Linked DNA regions of Sus scrofa: all the other regions are linked to region 2. Evidence: chromatin contacts called from public Hi-C and HiChIP or PLAC-seq data. All regions are on one chromosome and are shown on one strand. The core of a region is the stretch at or near the end of the contact, and the rest is flanking DNA. Distances in the headings are between cores, read along the strand shown. Region 1 holds the start of CBX7 (chromobox protein homolog 7). Region 2 holds the start of ATF4 (activating transcription factor 4). Region 3 holds the start of APOBEC3B (apolipoprotein B mRNA editing enzyme, catalytic polypeptide-like 3F).

Region 1 (3,165 bases), core at 113-2,612, 330 kb before region 2:
ACCTTGACTGCCACTCTTAGCCCAAGATGCCAGGACTGGATTTTTTCTCTCCAAAGATGAGTTGGCAATCAGCCAATTGGAGCTCCTGGCTCTACTTTTATCTCTAACTTGCTGTGTGACCTTGACCAGGCTACTTCCCCAGCCCGGGCCTCAGTCTGTGCCTTGGTCAAATACAAGGAGATGAACTCTTTAAGACCTCTTCCTATCCTGCCGCTAGAATTTCCCAAGGGGCTGCGGAGAGGAGATAAGGCAAAAGGATGGTGGTGCGTGCTGGGGACAGGAACTTTCCTCAAACACTTCGTCCCCAGCCTCCAGTCTGGGGCCGGATCACTTTGCAAACGTGTGCACGGCCAAAGTCCAGCCCTGAGGCACAGGGACCAAACCCAGCGGAAGAGATGCCTCCTTAAATTGCAGGGTGTATGTTTTGGAGGCGAAGGCGAAGGGGGAGGAGCTTCGTGGATGCCCCAGCGCTGTAGGCAGCTTCTCGGAGCCCGGCTGGCCTGGCCGGGCGGGGCTGCGAGTTGGGGAGGGGAAGACGGGGGCGTGCACTGGCAGAGGGGAGAGACTCGGAGGTGAGGGTGTGGAAGGAATCGGAAAAGGTCGAAGTCCAGCAGTTAGACTTCAGAGACTAAGAGACGGCTTTTTCCAAAGCTCCGCCTCCAACTTCAAAGGACTTGGCACCAAGAGTCCAGAGTCCTGAGTTCGAGACCCCGATCTGCGTCGAACACACTAGGCAAGCCGTTTCTTCATTTGGGCCTCAGTTTCCCTATATTTAGAATGAGGGGAGGATGAGAAAGGATGACATTCAGGATCCCTACGGTCTGATCCTAATTTCTAGCTCTGGCGAGCTTATCTGCCCCCAGCATCCTGGGGTGACAACTTTTATACTACTAGCCCTACAAGGTAGCGGGGGAAACTGAGGCACGGGTTGGGGATGGGAGCCCGGCAGTGCGGAGCTGCCTGGGCACCCCTGCCCCACTTTCGCCGTCGCCTCCAGCTTGAAGGTGACAGTGCTGAGGACAAGAGGGGACCCCACAGGGGTCCTGGGAGCCGCCCCCGGGCAGCCTCACCTTCCGCACGCGCTTCTTCCGGATGCTCTCTACGGCGAACACCTGCTCGCCGATGGCTGACAGCTCCATGTGGGGCGGCGGGCGAGCGGGCCCGGGGCCTGGCCGGGCCGGGCCGGGGGCGGAGCTGCGGGGCCGCGTCTGCGGCGCGCGATGCTCGGGCCAGCGGGGACCCCGTCACCCTCGCCCGGGCGCGCACGCGCACGCGCACGCGCGCACACCCCCTCGCGCTCCCTCACGCCGCCGACGTTCCATTTTTGAACCTGCGCAACGTTTTCCTCGGCGCGCGCGAGCGAGCGAGCGAGCGCGCGGGGCGGGGGCGGGGGCGGGGCGGGGGCTCGGCTCGCGCTGGGCAGGTCACGCCCCTCCCTCCCTCCCTCCTTCCTGGCTCCGCCCCGCCCCGCCCCCACTGGAGCTCCGCCCCGCCCGACCTGCGGGCTCCGCGCCGCTCGCTGGAGCTGCGGGCTCGCGGGACTTATTTGGTGCAGTCGCTGCTCGGCTCCGAGCTCTTACTACCCGGACGCATTTCCTAAAATCCTCCCGGTGACTCTGAGGGGCCGGAAACGGCATGGCCCGGGTTGGGCAGATGAGGACACCGGCAGAGCGGGGAGACCATGTGCCCCACCTCGCACAAACGACAGGCGGGGTCGCGAAACGGACCCTTGGGGGGCAGGAGGGCGGGGACGGCCAAGGTTTCCCAATGCGTTGGGGCTTCTCCGCACGGTGGTCTTTCTAGATACCGGCTCCTGAGCGGCGTGATTTGGCCAGTCCTGAGCGGGCGCCCGCTTGTCCATTCTTCTGTCGGTCAGCGGGTCTGCCGGTGCTTGTGCTGAGGCTTCGGGATCCCACGCGGCGGCTACTTCGAGGCAATACTTGGCGACGGGTGCAGCCGCGACAGATCTAAGGTGCACAGTGGGACGGAATTTGGTGCCACGCAGCCACGAGTCCCCAGTCACATGCTTTTGGCTTTTGGCACATAAGTAGGTGTTCGACTGTTTCTGGAATGAATGCATCGGGAGGTCCCGAACGAACCGTTTATCCTCACCTCCCCTCTGTTTCCGCTACGGCGCCACCGTTCATCCTAGCTCGGAACCCTAGTCATCCTTGCCTCTCTGATTCCCAACTCCTGCTGCAATGACCCCAAGTCCCGCCTCTCTGATCTCCTCCCCTCCACACCCCATGTCCGTTCTCTGGGCAACCTTCTCACTGCCCACCCCTCCGAGCCGCCCGTGTCCACACAGTGCCAGAGGGTGCTTTCTGAAGTGCAGATCTGACGGAGTGCTCCGAGTGCTTAGAAACCTTCCGTGGCCCCCCTGTTGCCCTCTGTCTGGAAAAAACGCCTCTGTCTGGAAACAAAGAAATAGGTTTACACTGACTTTTTATCAGGAGCAGCGGAAGCCAGTGGGAAGGTGGTAGAATGATATATTCAGAGCCCTGACAGAAAATAAGCATCATCGTCGAAATTCAGTGAAATTTTATTTCAAAATTTAAGCACCCAGTGAAAACATCTTTCTAGAACAAAGTGTAATCATAACATTCATAGATACGAAAACCAAGACCTTGCCACCAGGAGACCCTCCCTAAAGGAAATTCCAACGGAGGAACTTCAGGCAGGAGGAAGATGATCACAGACAAAAGTCTGCTGCAATAGGGAATAAAGAACAATAAGGAACATGGATAGTATGTCATGATAACAATGTCTTCTGGATAAAAATAGAATCAAAATACACAAAACAATGACATATAACTTGGCTGAATGGATTAAAGTGTTCCAAGATCGTTTCATTCTTCAGGAGAAAAATGAAAATGGATCTCAGATAGACTTGGATGAGATAAGATTGAGTTCGATAAATAGATATTAAATGGACTTGGACACCTAGCAAAGTGTCCTTACCAGGGCAAACACAAAGAATGGAAATGCCGTGTAAAATATTTAGCCAAATTACTAGAGGAGGGAAACAGAATGAGAAAATCCTAAAGCAAGCAAGAGTGGAGAGACAAACACAAGACAGATGAGACAAATAAATGACAGATATAAAGTCAAGTGTGTTATAATTCAATAAGTGCAAGTGGACAGAATGTTGTGGTTAAAATACAA
Region 2 (3,297 bases), core at 773-3,272:
TGGGTAGTGGCTCGGGGGTAGTGGCTCGGGATTCTTACTGTCTTTGCACCAAAAGACCAGATGCCTTGTACATGTTTCCAGAGAATTGAGATTCCCCAAGGGGAAAGAAAAACCATACCTAGTATCCAGTATGCTTTCCTAGACCAGCTGTTTATAGTTGTTGATTTCATCTCAGTAAATAACAGTCCTCTGAGGGAGCAGGATATGATGGGGATGGGAGGTGGGTTAGAAGACCTGCGTTCTAGTCACAGGAGTAATGGCAACCATTTATCCAGCACTTACCAGGTACCAGGCGCACGGCTCAGTGCTGTGAATATATTATCTTAACTTCATTCTAAGGATGAGGATACCCATCATTAGCCTCGTTTTACAGATCAGGAAACGAAGACTCAGTGGGGGTAAGTCACTTAACCAGAATGTCTCCACTAATAAATGGGAAAGCCAAGATTTTTTGGAATTGGCCCTTAAATCTGTCATAACTCCTACCCCATACTGCCCACACCAGGCAAGACATGTCATGCCTTTAGTCATCAGCTTACCACTGTAAAGAAATGGTTGGGCTAGACTGACTCAAATCAATGAATGGTTAGTTGTTATGTAGGAAGTGCCTGACCAATTTTTGACCTCACTGTCCTCATAGAAATAATATTTGTAGGGCCCACTGAAATGAAGGGGAGTGGAAACTCAAGGTTTCCCTACAGGGCCTGATTGGAGGACTGGAAGATGGTGAAAGAGCTTTCTCCTAGCTCTTGACAGTTCCCCAGTAGAGAGGGCAAGTTACTGGCCCTAACCTGGACTGTGGCCTCCAAACACACAAATTCCCCTAAGTGGGCAGGTCTGATCAAGCACCCAGGCAGTAGGACTTGCTGGGAAGTGGTTATGCCGCGGAGTTACAGAGTTGGTAAATAATTGAAACTACCCTAGAGTGAGAAAGAGCAGCTAAATAAAATACCTCATTTTTAGGGGAAGTGAAACTACATAAACTGAAAGAAGTTCCCCTGTCATAGGTTTCATTCTTTAACATAAAAGGAAACTTGTATTTTAGCAGAATGGATATGTAAAAATACAATTGTTTAGACCACAGGATTATGGATTTCCTCCACTCGACTCGCCTCTACAGAGTTGAGTCAGGACGCAGAGCAGGCCTTTGATGGTAGGTGGATCTCAGCTGAGGTCATCAGTCTCCCCTTCCAGTTACTGAAGGGTTCACACGTCCTCAGTATTCTGCAAGTGTGTGCAAGTGAAAACAGACGAAATAACATTTACTCTTGACTAGTTTCACATTCGGGCCTAAACCCGGTCCCTAGTTCGGAGCTTCTCCAAGGGCGGCAGGAAAGGACCACGAGGATTCGGACCTAACGCCACTATTTGGATCTGGGCCAGGGCTGCCCGGGGCAATCAAGGCCAGCTGGGTGGGCGGGGCTGAGGGAGCCTTTGCAGAGCGGCGCTACGGCGAGCAGGACGCCGGGGCCCGGCGGCGGGAACCTCACCCACCTTCCCGCGCAGATCAGGGGCTCCCTCGCTGAACAACCCGCCCGCCTCGGAGCCTGAGCCAATAGAAACTCGATGTATATATGACTCACCATGCCTAACCAATCATTTCGACGCGCGCTCTCCGCCAGTAGCTCGCGCGATAACCAGGAGACCTCGTACTTCACAATAAAAGCCCTTCTTGGGGTGAAAGACTCGTCTCCGCCTCTCGGGCTAGCACCGGAAGTAGCTGTGCAAGATCCTTCCGCGCATCCCGGCAGCGGACGGTGGTGATCCTTAGATCTCAAAAGCCTTGTAAAGTAGTGCGCCCTTTTTTGAGGCTGTAAATAAAAGTAACTCATTTGGTCCTCACAGTTTCGCCCTCGACATAAAAGTCAGAGACTGGAAATGGTAGGGGCGTCGGTTAAATGAAAGCGCGTGGGTGGGAGGCGCTGGTCACGTGACCTAGGCGGAAGAATATTCTCTGTGATGCGTCCCACAGAGGCAGAGTCTATAAAGGACCCGCGCTCGGCGAACCGCCGCCATTTCTTTTCCTCTCCGCTGTAGATGTAGTCCTTTTCTGCGAGTGGGCGCTTTTCTTCCTCCGCTCCCGCAGGGTCCGCGGCCGCCATGGCGTATTAGAGGCAGCAGTGCCTGCGGCAGCATTGGCCTTTGCAGCGGCGGCAGCAGCACCAGGCTCTGCAGCGGCACCCCCCAGCGGCTTAAGCCATGGCGTAAGTACCGGGGCCCGACGCTCTGGGCCGTGTCCCCCCGGGTCGGTGAAGGGTTCTTGTCTGATGCTGGGGCGCGGTCCGGCGGCGTCGCGGAGGGGGAAGCGGTTTTACGAGCGCCCGGGACGCGTGGCCGCTGATGGGGTGACGCCGAAGCGCCAGCGCCCCTGGGTCGAGAGGCCGCTGCGCTGTTCGGGCGTGGGGCGAAGTCCTCGGTACCTCCGGCCCCGGCCGGGGGGCCGGGGCTCCCCCTGGGGCTCCACGAAACGTGGCAGCAGCCAAGATGGCGGCGGGGCAGGGCGGCGGCCGCGGCGTGAGTCACGGGCGGGCGTGGGCGGGGCCGGACTCGGCCGGGAGGACCGGGCGCCTTCCTCTGGTGGCGGGTCGGGGAACGGCCGGGCGTCCATCTTGCGCCGCCAGGCGGACGCGGGGAAGGTTGGCAGCCGGGGCCAGCGGCCCCCAAGTCTCAACAACCACACGGGGTCGGGATTTGGCCGTCCTGCCCCGGGGGTGGAGAGGCGAAAGGCTCAGACCAGCTGTTCTCTAATGGGGCTTGGTTTCTGGTTCCTGTTAAGGCTTCTCACGGCATTCAGCAGCAGCGTTGCTGTAACCGACAAAGACACCTTCGAATTAAGCACATTCCTCGATTCCATCAAAACTCCGCAACATGGCCGAGATGAGCTTCCTGAGCAGCGAGGTGTTGGTGGGGGACTTGATGTCCCCCTTCGACCCGTCGGGTTTGGGGGCTGAAGAGAGCTTAGGGCTCTTAGACGAATATCTGGAGGTGGCCAAGCACTTCAAACCTCATGGGTTCTCCGGCGACAAAGCTAAGGCGGGCTCCTCCGAATGGCTGGCTGTGGATGGGTTGGTCAGTGCCTCAGACAACAGCAAGGGTGAGTGGGCTTTTCCCTGCCGGTGGGGTCTGGTGATAAAGCCTTGCTGCCGCGTGCATCTGACTCTGGGTTCCGTCCCTCTTAAATCTCTTGCAGAGGATGCTTTCTCCGGGACAGACTGGATGGTGGAGAAAATGGATCTGAAGGAGTTCGACTTCGATGCCCTGTTGGGTATAGATGACCTGGAAACCATGCCAGATGAG
Region 3 (2,970 bases), core at 90-2,589, 370 kb before region 2:
CCAGGCAATGTTCTTTGACAAAGGGGCAGAGCCAGCATGACTAGGTACAGGCAACCGACAGCAAGGGTAAGCACTAAAGGAAACAGAGCCAGTATGGAGTCAGGTTTGTTCTCCTCTGTTATAGCCCTAACCCCCAGGGTAACGGAATTTGAAGGGGAGGCATCTGGGATTTTTACCGGAAAGATGTTGCCGGAATCCAAGTTCCTATTCATGGAGCCGAAGAATGAACTTCACGAACATACAGGGCAGTAAGCAAGCAAAAGTCTTTATTACAAGAAAGCAAATAGCTCCCAGCACAGACACTGGGAAGGGGAGGAAGAGTCCCCCTTTCTTTCATTCTATGGAGGTTTTCATTTCTTAAGGACGGGGGTAGGTACCAACGTGGGGGCCAGATATCAGCTCTTTTGCCCCTTGGCCTTGCCCAGTTTACCTACATCCGTCCTATGTCCAATAGGGATCTTAGAGGTGCACTTGCCATGTAAGTGTTGTGGTTGCTTTTGCTCTTCTTTCCCCTAGACTCGGAGTCACCACTCATCACACTCTTTTGCTGACCGTCAAAGGTATAGGTCAGGGGTTACTTCCCATCTTGATGTAGAGCAAACTTTCAAGAGTTAATCTTCCAACAAGCAAGGCCCGTTTGTCTTGCTGAGTTTTTACAAATCTTAAACCATGGCCATCCGTCAGGGAATATATCGAAGCCCACGTTCCTACACGAACGACCTGAATTATTATTCGGCCTCAGAGGGTCAGGTTTAGATGAGGTCATGAGGCTGAGACCCTCCGCCCTCCATGGGGGAAGAGTGTCCTTGTAAAGAGAACCTTCTGGCAAGCACACCCTCTCTGCCCCAGGAAGGCTGTGGGGACTCTTGCAGAGGACCAAGCGCAGAAGTAAGAATGCAAAGCACATCTGCCCCCTTACTTCCGGCTGTGCCAGGAGAAAGCGAGGCGTCCTGACCCCGGGGTCCACGCTTTCTCATCACCTCCATTCATTCAACAGGCAGGTACAGAGCAAAGAATTGGGTGCAGATTTGGGCTGGGCGCAGGAGGTGGGGGTGCTGAGAGGGCTCCAGCCTGCCCCACTGCCAGTGGGAGCCAGCCTCTGTCCCCCGCTCTTTGCAGCCAGGGGCTGTCCATCCTCCCCTCTTCCTCTGGCATCTTTACTTTCTCTTTCCCTTTGTGTAACATTGGGTCCTGCTGCTCGGAGGGGCCCCGGCTGCATCAGAGGCTGAGCTCTGCCAAGAGGGAGGGCCCAAGAGAAGGTGGGTCTGAGCCTGAGGAAGCAAACCACCCTGGGGCCCTCCCACCCCTGGTGCCAAAGCAGGAAGGAGGTGGGGCCTCCGCTGAGACGGCCTGGGAGGTCACTCTCAGATAAGGGGCTCTTCCTACACTGGAGCCCTGGGGGAGGAAATGGATCCTCAGCGCCTGAGACAATGGCCAGGGCCGGGACCAGCCAGCCGAGGAGGCTACGGCCAGAGGCCCAGGATCAGGTACCGCCACCCGCCCACGCTGTCCCACGAGGCCCCCCTCTCTGCAGCCCTTTCTAGGGCTGTGCCTCTGTCCTCGGCCTCCTCATCCCCAGAGCCCCGGCATTCCCAGCCTCTTTCCGTTCCCTCTCTGGGCTCCTTCTCTGCAGGGCCCACTCCCTTCTGGGGTCTTTGCCCTCTTCTGGGGGGGGGAGGGTGCCCCCACTCTGGCTTCCAAACTGGCCCCTCCTACACCTCCACCCAGCCCCGAGGGTCCTCCTGCCCTGCCCTCGGTCTGAAAGTCTGTCTGTGGGGCTGGATGGTCCCCTCCCTGCCTCTGGGGGTCTGCACCCCCTATTGGTCGGAAATATCTGTGCTGTCTTAATGCTTAGAATTTGGCTAAGGGAGGATGGAAGCCGTGGGTGAATTTTGTTCAAAGCACTTTGATGGATCTTCTGTAGCATTTAAACAGAGAGACTAGTTCTCTGAGGCAAGAAGATAAATCATGTCTTCCAAGAATATCTCCACAGTGAGCAGCAAAATAAATGCCGACTCTTCACAAATCTGGCCCAACCTAGGTGACCACGCTTCAGGTTTATAACCAAACCATGAATGGGGAACTTGGAGGAAAGATGGGGAGAAACCCCTCTGTTTTAAAATTAAGTAGGAGGGAGTTCCCATTGCGACTCAGCGGGTTGTGAACCCAACTAGTATCCATGAGGATGCAGGTTTGATCCCTGGCCTCACTCAGTGGGTTAAGGATCTGGCATCACCGTGAGCTGTGGTGTGGGTCGCAGATGTGGCTCAGAGCCCTGTTGCTGTGGCTGTGGTGTAGGCCGGCAGCTATAGCTCCGATTCGACCCCTAGCCTGGGAACCTCCATGTATCACAGGAGCAACCCTAAAAAGAAAAGAAAAAAAAAAAATTGAGAAAGAAAACCACCTCCAAGGCTGTCCACAGCTGCAAGGTCACATCATGGAAAACCTGGAAATGGCCTTGCCCTGTCAGGGGACCCAGGTCCATCATTTACTGCTCTTAGAGAAGGGCAGGCTCCTTGCCTCTCTGTGTTGCTGTTTCCTCCTCTATAAAGTGGGCATGGCTCCCGCAGGATTTGGGGAGGAGGAGATAGTTCAGATACAAACACTTGGGACACTAGCCGGAGCCTGTGAATGTAGGTGTTAAGCTGACATTAAAAAAAAAAACCAGAAAAACAAAAAAAACCCAAGGAGTTCCCACTGTGGCACAAGGGAATTGACAGTGTCTTGGGAGCGCTGGGACGCAGGTTCAATCCCCAGTTACCTGGCACACTGGGTTAAGGATCCAGCATTGCCATGGTGGTGACTTAGGTTGCAACTGTGGCTGGGATCTGATCTCTGGCCTGGGACTCCATATGCTACAGGGTGGCCAAAAAAGAGAAATAAATAATTAATTAATTAATTAAAAAATATATGCACAAGTAAAAAAAAAAAAAAGCCAACAAAACAAACAAACAAACAAAAACTAAAAAA

The links. Hi-C and Micro-C count contacts between places; a contact is called where the count stands out from the background. HiChIP or PLAC-seq counts read pairs in DNA pulled down with a chosen protein or histone mark.
Region 1: an H3K27ac HiChIP or PLAC-seq map of alveolar macrophages shows a contact between it and region 2. The contact joins the promoter of CBX7 here to the promoter of ATF4 in region 2. A contact is called at or near these places in 1 of 5 promoter capture datasets (fetal liver), 1 of 47 Hi-C or Micro-C datasets (liver) and 1 of 2 datasets of contacts at active chromatin or transcription factors (alveolar macrophages).
Region 3: a Hi-C map of liver shows a contact between it and region 2, with 3 times the contacts expected there. The contact joins the promoter of APOBEC3B here to the promoter of ATF4 in region 2. A contact is called at or near these places in 1 of 47 Hi-C or Micro-C datasets (liver) and 1 of 2 datasets of contacts at active chromatin or transcription factors (alveolar macrophages).

Annotation. Positions count from the first base shown.
Region 1 is chr5:9,068,509-9,071,673 of Sscrofa11.1, reverse strand. It overlaps CBX7 (chromobox protein homolog 7), which reads right to left and starts at 1,362. Exons shown (of 6, transcript XM_013997510.2): 1 at 1,071-1,362. The coding sequence starts at 1,139.
Region 2 is chr5:8,743,761-8,747,057 of Sscrofa11.1, reverse strand. It overlaps ATF4 (activating transcription factor 4), which reads left to right and starts at 2,022. Exons shown (of 4, transcript NM_001123078.1): 1 at 2,022-2,204; 2 at 2,777-3,094; 3 at 3,191-3,297. The coding sequence starts at 2,869.
Region 3 is chr5:9,114,334-9,117,303 of Sscrofa11.1, reverse strand. It overlaps APOBEC3B (apolipoprotein B mRNA editing enzyme, catalytic polypeptide-like 3F), which reads left to right and starts at 1,339. Exons shown (of 8, transcript NM_001097446.1): 1 at 1,339-1,487. The coding sequence starts at 1,408.